4 separate regions of the Mus musculus genome follow, and all the other regions are linked to region 2. The links are chromatin contacts, called in public ChIA-PET, Hi-C and HiChIP or PLAC-seq maps. All regions are on one chromosome and are shown on one strand. The core of a region is the stretch at or near the end of the contact, and the rest is flanking DNA. Distances in the headings are between cores, read along the strand shown.

Evidence for each region. A called contact is a pair of places that touch in the nucleus more often than the background predicts. ChIA-PET counts read pairs in DNA pulled down with a chosen protein or histone mark. HiChIP or PLAC-seq counts read pairs in DNA pulled down with a chosen protein or histone mark.
Region 1: a Hi-C map of cortical neurons shows a contact between it and region 2, with 2.8 times the contacts expected there. The contact joins the promoter of A830009L08Rik here to the enhancer-like site in region 2. A contact is called at or near these places in 2 of 15 datasets of contacts at CTCF or cohesin (large pre-B cells and pro-B cells), 12 of 484 Hi-C or Micro-C datasets (DN3 thymocytes, LSK cells, cerebral cortex and 8 more), 15 of 115 datasets of contacts at active chromatin or transcription factors (the NIH/3T3 cell line, astrocytes, cardiomyocytes and 10 more) and 1 of 9 other capture datasets (embryonic stem cells).
Region 3: an H3K27ac HiChIP or PLAC-seq map of regulatory T cell precursor shows a contact between it and region 2, with 10 times the contacts expected there. The contact joins two enhancer-like sites. A contact is called at or near these places in 2 of 484 Hi-C or Micro-C datasets (cerebral cortex and uterus) and 6 of 115 datasets of contacts at active chromatin or transcription factors (double positive thymocytes, effector CD8 T cells, large pre-B cells and 3 more).
Region 4: a contact with region 2 is called in an RNA polymerase II ChIA-PET map of memory CD8 T cells, with 5 read pairs. The contact joins two enhancer-like sites. A contact is called at or near these places in 3 of 115 datasets of contacts at active chromatin or transcription factors (double positive thymocytes, large pre-B cells and memory CD8 T cells).

What each region holds. Positions count from the first base shown.
Region 1 is chr13:91,386,774-91,389,473 of GRCm38.p6, forward strand. It overlaps A830009L08Rik (RIKEN cDNA A830009L08 gene), which reads right to left and starts at 1,312. Exons shown (of 3, transcript NR_045161.1): 1 at 1,106-1,312.
Region 2 is chr13:91,092,963-91,095,662 of GRCm38.p6, forward strand. The region is part of intron 3 of Atg10 (autophagy related 10); the gene reads right to left. Among named protein-coding and RNA genes, the nearest start is that of Atg10, 130 kb to the right of the region's middle. Within about 2 kb of position 1,444, at least 129 of the 459 cell types and tissues checked have an H3K27ac peak or open chromatin away from gene starts, as enhancers often do. A contact at or near this core is called in DN3 thymocytes, cerebral cortex, cortical neurons and 12 more, where this site is marked.
Region 3 is chr13:91,483,107-91,485,806 of GRCm38.p6, forward strand. The region is part of intron 1 of Ssbp2 (single-stranded DNA binding protein 2); the gene reads left to right. Among named protein-coding and RNA genes, the nearest start is that of Ssbp2, 23 kb to the left of the region's middle. Within about 2 kb of position 1,340, at least 64 of the 459 cell types and tissues checked have an H3K27ac peak or open chromatin away from gene starts, as enhancers often do. A contact at or near this core is called in double positive thymocytes, effector CD8 T cells, memory CD8 T cells and 2 more, where this site is marked.
Region 4 is chr13:91,508,386-91,511,085 of GRCm38.p6, forward strand. All of the region lies in intron 1 of Ssbp2 (single-stranded DNA binding protein 2), which reads left to right. Among named protein-coding and RNA genes, the nearest start is that of Gm41016, 24 kb to the right of the region's middle. Within about 2 kb of position 1,271, at least 83 of the 459 cell types and tissues checked have an H3K27ac peak or open chromatin away from gene starts, as enhancers often do. A contact at or near this core is called in double positive thymocytes and memory CD8 T cells, where this site is marked.

The sequences.
Region 1 (2,700 bases), core at 62-2,561, 290 kb after region 2:
GGTGGAAGGCAGTGTTCCCCCTCTTCCTTCCAGCATCACTGTACATCTCCCCCCCCCCAACACCCTGCCCTGACCATTGTTTCACGGACAAATTGAATGAGTACTCTTCTTTCTACTTTTCTGAGAAGGTAAAAGCACCATCATAGAAGCTGACATGGCAGGGCAGAGGCTGGTCCTACAGGGCAATGGGCTTCCCAGGCATAAAAGTACTATTTTATAGGAAAGATTTCAATTTTTTCAAGCCTACAAGGGCAGGTGGATGGAAAACTTTTAATTAACCTATTCAATTATAAAACAGTCATTGTAAGACTTTATATAAGCCATATAATATTAAGTTAATAATTTGAATAGTTTTATATCAATATTATTCCTGGGTTTTGTTTGTTTTTCCATTTTGTTCTTGTCATTTCGCTCTATTTGCTTTTTGCACGTCCATTTGTTTTAGATGACTCCTCAGTTCAAGTTTAGAATGAGATCCTAAAAACTAAAGATCTTTCAGTCCAACACTCGGCATATTTAAAGACCTTGATTCATTAGCAAATGAAGCTAACAAAGGCAACACGATAGCAACAGCTAAATCTGTAACAATAAGGCGCATCATTTCAGTAGCATTAGACTTAGTGCTAGATATAGAAAGCTGATCATCCTGACCCGGACATAGCAGCATGGCTTCATATAATCTGAGGTGCTGAGGCAGGAAGCTTCTGAGTTTGAGGCCAGCCTGGGCTCTATAACCTACCTGTCAAAAAACAAACGATGGGGAAAGTAGAGGAAGGGAAAGAAGGATAGAAAATTGGGAGAGGGGAGAAATGGAAGAAAGACAAAGGAGGAGAGAGAGGGATACAGAGAGAGGGAGGGAGGGGAGTAGGACGGGAGGGGGGGGGGAGCTGCATTCCACATGTGTCAGAAGTGAGAATCATGCAGATGCTGGAGGTCCTCTAGGTCTGCTTTTTCCTGGCTGAGTTCATTCATCAGTGCTAACATAGGGACTCCAGGATCCTAAGTCTTACAAGCTTGAACAAAAGTAGCCTTAAAAATTAAAAAAAACAAAAGTTCTAGAGAAATATGGCCATGGGGGGGTGAGGTTATAATAACTGTTACTTACATAAATAGATCATTTTATTGGGCTGGTTAATGATTCCCATGTGTCCTTCAGAAACGCTCTGTCATCTTCAGTGACGGCCACTTCAGCAATTAGAGAAGAGAAAGTGACGAACTCAAGGTTTCCTCATCAGTGAGCTCAGCCAATAAGCCAACAGAGGGCTCAGTGGCCATTACTGACCCTCCCCGGAAAGCTTCCAGCTCGAAGACTGAAGAAGCATGGCGCAGACACACAGCAGTATAATTCAAGCGACTAAAATAAACTCAGCGAGCTTGCCTCATCTCTAAACACTGCATACATTTAGGTGCTATTTTGACAAGAGAGCATGGTGGCTTTTTAAGAATTTAATTTTTCAAACTCGGGTACAATTCTTTTCTTCTAACAGCATCACCCTGTGTCTGTGTTGGCTCCTCGTGAGATCATTATTAAGAGAATTGAATTATTGTTCTGTTCAAATGACCTGTGCATTCAACAATGTGTGCTGGGCTCCAGAAAGAAGTGTTTTATGTATTATTGGGAGATGGCCATCTGTGGCACAAACCAGGCCTCCCAACATGCAGAAATGCTACAAGATAGTTTCTGTTCGGTTTTATCTATGATCTGAATTCCATTTATAAGCTTTTTTCAGCCACTTGTCAACACTGTTCACTATAGCAACACTGAAAATGGCCAGGAATGAACAGATTTATCAAAGCTCTGTGAGGTTGGACTGTATGTTTCAATTATTGTATATTGGATTTTTATCATACATTTAAAATTTTTGTCCACAAAAATAGCAACAATGTCATAAAAATGGAAGTAGTTTTCTTTGATCAACTTCCAATTATTATAAGACACAAAATGAACATGCTAGATTTCGTGACTTTTATTAGATAATGGGTCTCACATTATATATGTATATTTTAAATATAACATTATCTGTCGATGCCAAGAAATGTGGATTAATTTTTTTTCAACTCTGAAAAACATTTTTCTTCCCTTTCCTGCATATGTAATGGAACAGCATGGCAGTGTGTAAAATTAAATTTTAAAATTGTAGAATATATTTAAACCATAGCCTCCCAACCTTTCTCTATCTTTTTAAAAGTAAACTTTTGATAATACTAGGGGCATGTTGGACCAAATACATGTTTTTATATAAAGCAATTATACCCAGTTATCTCTATCAGAGAATTAAAAGTCTTTTAGGAATCTTTTGCTTGGTGGTTTTATTGTTTTACTGATGCCTTGGTTAACATTAAGTATCTCTTCTGTAATGAAGTATTAAATTTTCAAGTGGAATATAGTGTTTACAAGCAAGATTTCTTCCAACCTTCCTTCTCTCTCCCTCTCCCTCCCCCTCCTCTCTCTCTGTCCTTTCTTTGTACAAAATCACGTCTATGCTGAACATATCACTTTAGAACTGAAATTAATGTAGATTTTTATTTCATTTGTGGGAAGGATACTTGTTAGAAAAGGCTGACTTACATCAACAGACAGACGGAAAGGTTAATGACCTTCACAGAAGTGCCCCTGGACTCATCTTCATCAAAGAAGGAGGAATAGTGGTGGCACTCAGTAAGGGCACCTAGCTCCAGCTGAGGGCTGAGGACTTTTTC
Region 2 (2,700 bases), core at 194-2,693:
TGCTGATGTTTGAATTGGACTGTATTTTACTTTTACCATTCTTTCTTGCAAAGGACCTTTGCCTTTCTTTCTCTGTAACTAAATTAAAAATATTTTGGCGTACAGAGGTTGTGCAGTGCCCACCTTTTCCTCTGCATTATATTTATTATCAGTCTTAAAGTTCCATATTTAATGAAGGTTTACAGAAGCGAACTGCATAAATAAGGTCCCTTTACGTCTCCCTTTTAAAAAGCAACATATTTACACTTGAATCGACACAGTGAAAATATATAATCAATGGATGATTGGTTGTAGACATCGTTTTTAATGACGGGGAAGGAGGAAAATGTGATGCTTTATTAAGCTCTAATACTGTTGGGTGCTCCCTCTGCTGGCTTGCAGCAGCAATTCAAGAACAGGGAACTCAAACAGCACAAAGAAAGACACCCAGGTTGAGCTTCCTTGTACCCTGCACTTTCTGGGAACAGCCAGGCTAGGAACTCACCGTGAACTCATGCGGAAATTACCCACTTATAGGAAAAGGATTGTCTTTAAAAACTGTTTATAAAGAAAGAAAACTGACCTCACTGTTCTAATGATAATTTTTGTTTATGTTTTTGCTTTTTAACTAAACCACCAACTTTATGTAAAAACTCTTCTTATTTTAGAGTGAATTTTTTGAGCTATAGAACAGAATAAGGTCCTTTTGCTTTCTAATTCATGTTTATGTTTTAAAAGTCTGATCAGGAACATAAGGGGTTAAACTCTTCTTGTGTTTCTAAACAGAGTTATTCTGAGTACCCTGAAGGCATTTAATTCCAAAACAGGAAGCCACAGAGAGGAACACTTGGTTACACTAATGTTATGCAGATCTTTTGGAACATATTTTCCTAAACACTTGCTGAAAGAGCCTTTTCTATACAGCATGCCATCACACGAAGTTGGAGAAGGGTCCCCCACTTAGCACAGCACTAACTCTCAGACTGTTCTTTGTTACTTCCTTATGTCCTCCATTTCAGTTGTTTAAAATGGTTCTCTGCTTGATCACAGAAAAAAAAATTAAATAAAACAAGCTAGGGGCCAGGGAGTGATTGTTCACACCTGCAGCTATTCTGTACACACACACACACACACACACACACACACAAACTATGATGTTAGTTATGATGACTTTTTAAAAGATAACATAATAAGATTAACCTAAGATCAGTACAGACACCACTGTTAAAGATCAATGTCCTATTTTAAAACAAACAGCTGTTTGATAAGTTTTTACCTCTATTCTAAAACCTCCCTTGCCTAGCAGGCTAAAGGAGATCTCACCCTTGTAGCTGAAACAACAAAACACCACAGGCCAGTGGGTTTCTGTAGCTAAGAAGTGGGCAGGAGGGAACATCCTCTGTTACTGACACGGTGCTGCTGCGGCTGTCTCCAACACTGTGTGAGTGAGTATACAGCTGCCTACAATTCCCCGGCCAACCGGGTGAGGTACACTTTAAGTCCCTGAGGTGTGCCGTGGAAAAAGACCCCACACTGTGGTGAACAAGCGTCACAGCCACCTGACTGCATACACCATTTCAAGGCCATTTTAAAGAACAGCTCCCTTTCTCAGCCTCCTGGCTTATGTTCGGTTGTGTTTTAGAGAAAGCCAATGATCACTGAGCCATTATCCTTCTGTGCTGGAAATTAAGGCTTTGTGCACACTATCCATGAAGATGAAGTGCAGCAATATTAAAAGCACCAGGCTAGTCAGAAAAAGCCAGATAGGAAAAACAACGTGTACATTTGGCTCCGTTTCCGTAACTGTTTACCCCACTCTTTGCTTGTGTGGCGAGGGGATGTGCAAGAGTACAGCAGCCCTTTTAACCCTTCTGCGTATGGGGAAAACTGGTTTTCTTTAAGCGCTTTTGAGTGAACAAGAACAAGGGTATAGGGTATAATGGGTGCTGCTGTCATTCCTATACTAAAATTCTTGACATTTACCTCTGTAGATGCCCAGAGCAGAGAGACTGGCTAATGAGTGGGTGCTTCTCCCTCAGGTGAGGTGCCATGGGACCACAGCAGCCAGGCACAGAGTAGATGGCAGACGCAGGTCAGAGTAGAGTACAGAAGGTTATTAATTTCCAGACTCGCTGTCATCCAGCCTTGAAACTGCTGAGCTTGTATCTTTTGAGCAAGACTGTCCAATCCTGAGATTTAAATGTGGACTTTCAGCTCACAAATATGTCCTCTAGTGTTCAGAGGGCATCCTCACCGAAATCTACAGTTACATACATGACTATAGAAAAAACGTACAGCTCAGAAGATCTAACAGCGATTCTTTGCTATACAATGAGTCATTTCACTTTAAGTTATTCGGTGCTTTATTAATGAGGCAACAAGGTTCTGGAGCTACAAGTTAGCAGGCTTAGACAATATCCAAAAAGACATCTTGAAGTGTGCAAGAAAATTATTCAAAACATGATTTATTTTAATTTACCATCATATAAACGATGAATGAGCATAAAAACTTAAGATGTGGTTTGTTATAAAATGGAAATATAGTATTAAAAAACAGCTACACCTTGCTCATTCCTTATGGTAATTCAGTTGTCCAAGTAGTCAGTAATTATTATAGAGCAAACTACCAGTGAAATTCTGTGGAAAATCCATTGAGGCTCCACCTCTGATGATGTCATCACATGCAAATGCATGGTGGTGTCAAACACTGACTTTATTGGG
Region 3 (2,700 bases), core at 90-2,589, 390 kb after region 2:
CTGGGATCTGTCTGTAACTATGGAGAGAACAGTTTTCACGTCACTTTTTTTGCCTTCTAAATTAATGCTTATGTTGTCTGGAAAATTCACTTCTGATGAACACTTTGCTTTCCCAATGATGCTGGTTAAACGAGGTGTTAGTATAATAAGGTGCTAATTGAATGGTGCACAGAGTAAGTGAAAAAGAAATTAAAGAAGGAAAAGTCTGTGTGCTGAAGTCATCAGGGAAACTGCTTGCAGTCGCTGTGGGACTTGGTTCATTCATTCATGCCATGGAAGGTTCTGAATACTGACCTGGTAGGAAATGTAGGGTGCAAATAAAAATAGAAAAAGACAGGTAGAGGATAATTCTTTTTGGAGAAACTAATGGTATTTAAAAATATTGTGTTCATCTGAAAGAAGCAAAGACGCCTAGCATGAGCACAAGAGAGCTTCTATATTGAAGAACAGTAGGGCATTCTTTGGAAGCTCATGAAGGTGATGGGCAGTATTTAAGCTATGTAGCATTTAACTGCTTCTGTGGTTGCCAAGAGTAGTGGCACTGTGGGACTAAATACTATTTTACGAAGCTTGAATTCCAGCAGGGGTGTTCAGCTTTAAATTACAACAGTGGATTATTGCTACGGTCAAAGGGGCAGGTCTAGTTCTGGGCTTGATTCCTCTTTCATCCATGTGTGGACTGGTAGTCCACATGCTGGACTGGTAGTCCACATGCTGGATTGGTAGCCCACATGCTGGATTGAGAGCATTTCTGAGTTTGGACTATTCCACTCTCTGCAGTTTGACTTCTGGAGTGCTTTTTGGCCAGCCTGGGTCTTGTAATTTAGTGGGTGGAAGATGTGGCGTAGGACAAGCCCTTCTTCTAAGTAAGATCTAGTTGTGACCATGAGCATTTGCTCAGGGTTTCTATTGAGCTCCTAGCATGCTGTTAGCTTTAGTAGTATAAGGTCTTGCCTTATTTAACTTGTTTAAAATGTTCTCACCTTGTTTCCATTCTCATTTGCTGCTTCTATTGATTGACATTCATAGAGGTGTTTGATGAGAGATGCCTGTGTATTTAAAAAATGTATGGTGTGGCACACATGTGTCTTTAGTCCTAGCTTTTGGGAGGCAGAGAGGCAGGTGGGTCTCTGTTATGTTTGAGGCCAGCCTGCTCTGTATAGAAAGTTCCAGGGCAGCCAGGGCTGCATATTGAGACCTCATCTCAAAATCAAACAAAATGAAACAAAAACAAAACAAAAAATAAAAAAGTTATGGTGGTGTACATGTTTATATAAATGGTGTCTTGCTAAAGATCTTGTGGTTTTTTTTTTCCTCACAACACCTTAAAATAGCTGATAAGGAAAGTGAAAGCCTTTACACACGTAGAGACTACTCTGAAGGACTTTCATGATTGGTTCTGTAAGCTCCTTGTTTGCAGCTCAGCCAGTTTTCTTCTATATCTTACTAACTGCTCCTGTCCTTGGCAGCCTCTCCTTCACAGACCTACATCTACAAACTTGAAAATTTTGAAGCAGATCTGAGAATTTTTAATGCCCAGTGTGTACATAGTTCATAATTTGTACTTGTTGACTTCTCATCTGGTTCTTTGGAGTGGCCATCTTAGTTGCCTGAAACGTCTATCAATTTGTATATACATTTGAGATAATTTGGGGATGAGACTCATTTGTAAGTATGAAGTTTAATTATTTTTCATATTAAGCATATAACCTAAAAGGTGATTTAAGCAGTAGTTTTAGTGTAGCAGCATTTTGACATTAAGTCATCATATGAAACACATGTGGTATTTTCTGTTAATGGAAATATGTTAGTATATCCCACAGTTTGGGGCACTTCAGATGAATTGTTCTCTCATTTTATTTTATTTTATTTTATTTTATTTTATTTTATTTTATTTTATTTTTATGATGGGTGGTTTGTCTGTCTGTATGTCTGTATACCACATGTCTGTAGTATCAGAGGAGGTCAGAAGAGGGTGTTGGATCAGCTGCGACTGGAGTTATATACAGGGGGTTGTTGGCCATATGGTTGATAGAAATCACACCTTTACCTGCGGAGTCATCTCTCGTCTGCACATTTCATTTTTGGGCTAGGAATACTCAACCTGTATTACTCTGTTTTATAACAGACAGCATCTCTCTTCTTCTTTTCATTGATTCTTGGCATTTAAGAAAATATTTTCATCACATTGTTTGTTTGTTTGATTGATTGATTCATTTATTTATTTTTGTGTGCGTGCACGTATGTGTGTGTGTGATTTCACATGTAACAGCATGTGTGTGAAGGTTAGAGGACCACTCATGGGAGGCAGCTCTCTTCCTTCACCATGTGGGTCCAAGGATTTGGACTCCTCTTTTGTGAGGCTTGGTGTCAGGTGCCTGTGATGGTTAAGTGGGCTGCCTGTTTGGTATTGACCTCTCTTTTTTCAGTCTGGTATTTGCAAGTTGTCTATCATTACTTCAGCTCTCATCTCTGATGACCAGTGAATTTGGGTCTCTTCACATCCTCGTTGTATCTGTTACTGCCTTCCTTGCTGGGTTTCTGTCTAGAAGAGTCCCCTATTCAAACAGCTCACCATGCTCAGACCTCTGCTTCATGTCCTAGCCCAGGAAGAACTGAGCATCCTCTGAAGTGTACTCCAGCTCTTTCTGTGTCCCACGTTATCAGTCATAGCATTTAACACAATAGTATAGTAATGCT
Region 4 (2,700 bases), core at 21-2,520, 420 kb after region 2:
GGATTGAAGAATGGCTACTCAAAGACACTTGATTTTTGCAGTAATGATCACTTGATCTTCCATTATACTCAGCAGTTGTTTATTTGGACGTTAGCATTGGTTTTTCTGTTTTGATCTCAGTTCTTCTCAAGGTAATACTTTATACAGTCATGGTAAGGTCTTTGTACTTGAGGCCAGGCGCTATATTAGTTTAGCTGGCTAAACCAATGGACATTGGTGTCCATAGCTGAAATGTTGGGTAAAATTAATATCAATTGCGGTTTTCTACCCGGCCCTTGATCATTCAGTACCCAGATAAAAGACACAAAACCTTTACATTATAATATCCCTTAACAGCGTTAGATATCCGCCCTCTAAGCTATTGGTATCTACTTCCCTATCAAATCCCACGTTATAACTTGCTATGTTCCTCCTAGGCACTTTTACTTCAATTGGCCAGCCCTCATGGCCATGTTTTCATCCCCGATCCCATGGTGTCTTCCTCTCTATTCACTCTCCTCCTCTTCCTGTTCTGTTCCTCCTCTTCTTCCTCCTCCTGCTTCCTCCTCTTCCTCCTCTTCTTCCTTTTCCTCCTCCTCCTTCTCCTTCTCCACCTGGCAACTCAAAACCTGCCTATCTTTAATCCCTCCAGTAATTGGCTGTAGCCATTTTTATTTAAGCAGTAGTTTTAATTTAAGGAACAAGGTTTGCACAACAAAAAAGCTGGTAAACAAGATAATTCACTTGTAGGCCTAGACCCTCTGTGTAGAATTTAGCATTAACATACATAGCAACAGAGCAAACCTCAACACCAAACTTAGTGTGGGCTGTTCCTGTGCCCAGTGGTAGTCTTTTCTCTGGCATGCAGTACTTCTTTGTTTCACTTTCAAACTTTCCTGGCAGAGTAAGGTTATAAAGGTTGTTGGACTCTGTTTTGAAGAATTAGCCCCCTTTTCTCACAAAAATAAAATCCAGCTGTGGATCTTAGCAGCTGCATGCACCGTTTGAGTGGATGCCTCTTGCTCTCTTTGCTGGCTTGTTTTGGTCAATCTGGCACAAACTAGAATTGCCATGGAAGAAGGAACCTCACCTGAGGAATTGTCTCCCTCTGCTTGGTTTGCTGCTATCTCTGGGGGGCATTTTCTTGATTAATGATTGATAAGGAAGGGCCCAGCCCTGGGAGGTGGTCATGGGTGTGGAAGACAGGAAGCTGAGCAGGTGTGGAGAGCACCTTTAGCAGCACTCTTCTATGGTTCCACCCTCTGCTCCCGATGAGTGCCTGCCCTGATGCCTTCAGTGGAGGCCTGCAATCTATCCTCCAGTTGGCTGGCGACTGTTTTATCAGAGCAACAGAAAGAACTGAAGTTCCTGTTCACTGTTGCCATAGTGCTCTTCCTGTTGATGAAAGCATTGTTAAACAGGGCAGTTTTGGCCTTCTTGTACTTTTTATAGATGGGTTGGACCATTGTTTTTAAAACTGGTGTAAATCAAGAAATTTAGAAATAGGTGAAATGCCCACATTTAGAACTATTCATTGGGTGCTTATTGAATATTGCAGACTGCATTTGTTGCTTTGTGCAATATGGAAGATGAAGCTTACCTTGCCACAATCTTACCTTTTTAACTATAATGTGATTTCTGTTGGTGTGTTATTAATACATTAAGATTATTTTCTTCATTCATTCATACTCTACTAGTGATTACCTGATTAATTTTAATGACTACTTATATTTTCTAGTATCTTTAGTATTTGAGAAAAAAGTATATTAAAAATGAAATGCTACAAAAATTAGTTTGAATAATAAAACAATGTAAAGACTAATTTTGTAAAAACTGTTTTTGAAATTTTTATTGATAATTAATTTTGAAAAAAAATTTATTTATTTGTTTTACGTACACGGTAGCTGTCTTCAGACACACCAGAAGAGAGCACCAGATCCCATTACAGATGGTTGTGAGCCACCATGTGGTTGCTGAGATTTGAACTCAGGACCTCTAGAAGAGCAGCTAGTTCACTTAACCGCTGAGTCATCTCTCTAGCCCACAAATTAAAATTTTATACAATATATCCTAATCATAGGTTCCCTTCCTCCAATTCTCCCCAAATCTTCCCCACCTTCCCATCCATCCATATCCATACCCTTTCTTTCTTTCTCTTTAGAAAACCAACATGTAAACAAAGCAAACAAAACTAGGAAAAAAAAACAAAGAAAAAAACACAAGAAACACATAAGTGCACATGCATGCACACATGCATACACACACACAACCTCTGAAGTCATAAGATTGGAAACTGTACAAGCAAAAGACCATTAAGACAAAAAACCAAACCAAATCAAACCAAACCAAAGTGATATGAGGCAAAAATCTATAAAACACCTATGAGTGTTTTTTGTGTTGAGCATCTACTGCTGAGCGTGAGTGTGGTTACACAGTGAGATCTGGGACGCTGTCTGACTCGAACCTGTGCTGAGGCAATGCATGCTTCCACATATTGTGGGAGTTCATATGTGTGTTAATCCTGTTATCAGGAAGACACAATTTTCTTGGGGTGATCCATCACCTCTGGTACAATCTTTCTGTCCCCTCTTCTGGAAATCTCCCTGATTCATGAGGGAGGAGGCTTGATAAAGATATCTTTTAGTACTGCTGTTTCAAAGTCTCTCTCTGGATATTTGTCCAGTTGAGGGTCTCTGTGTTAGTTACCATCTACTGCAGGAG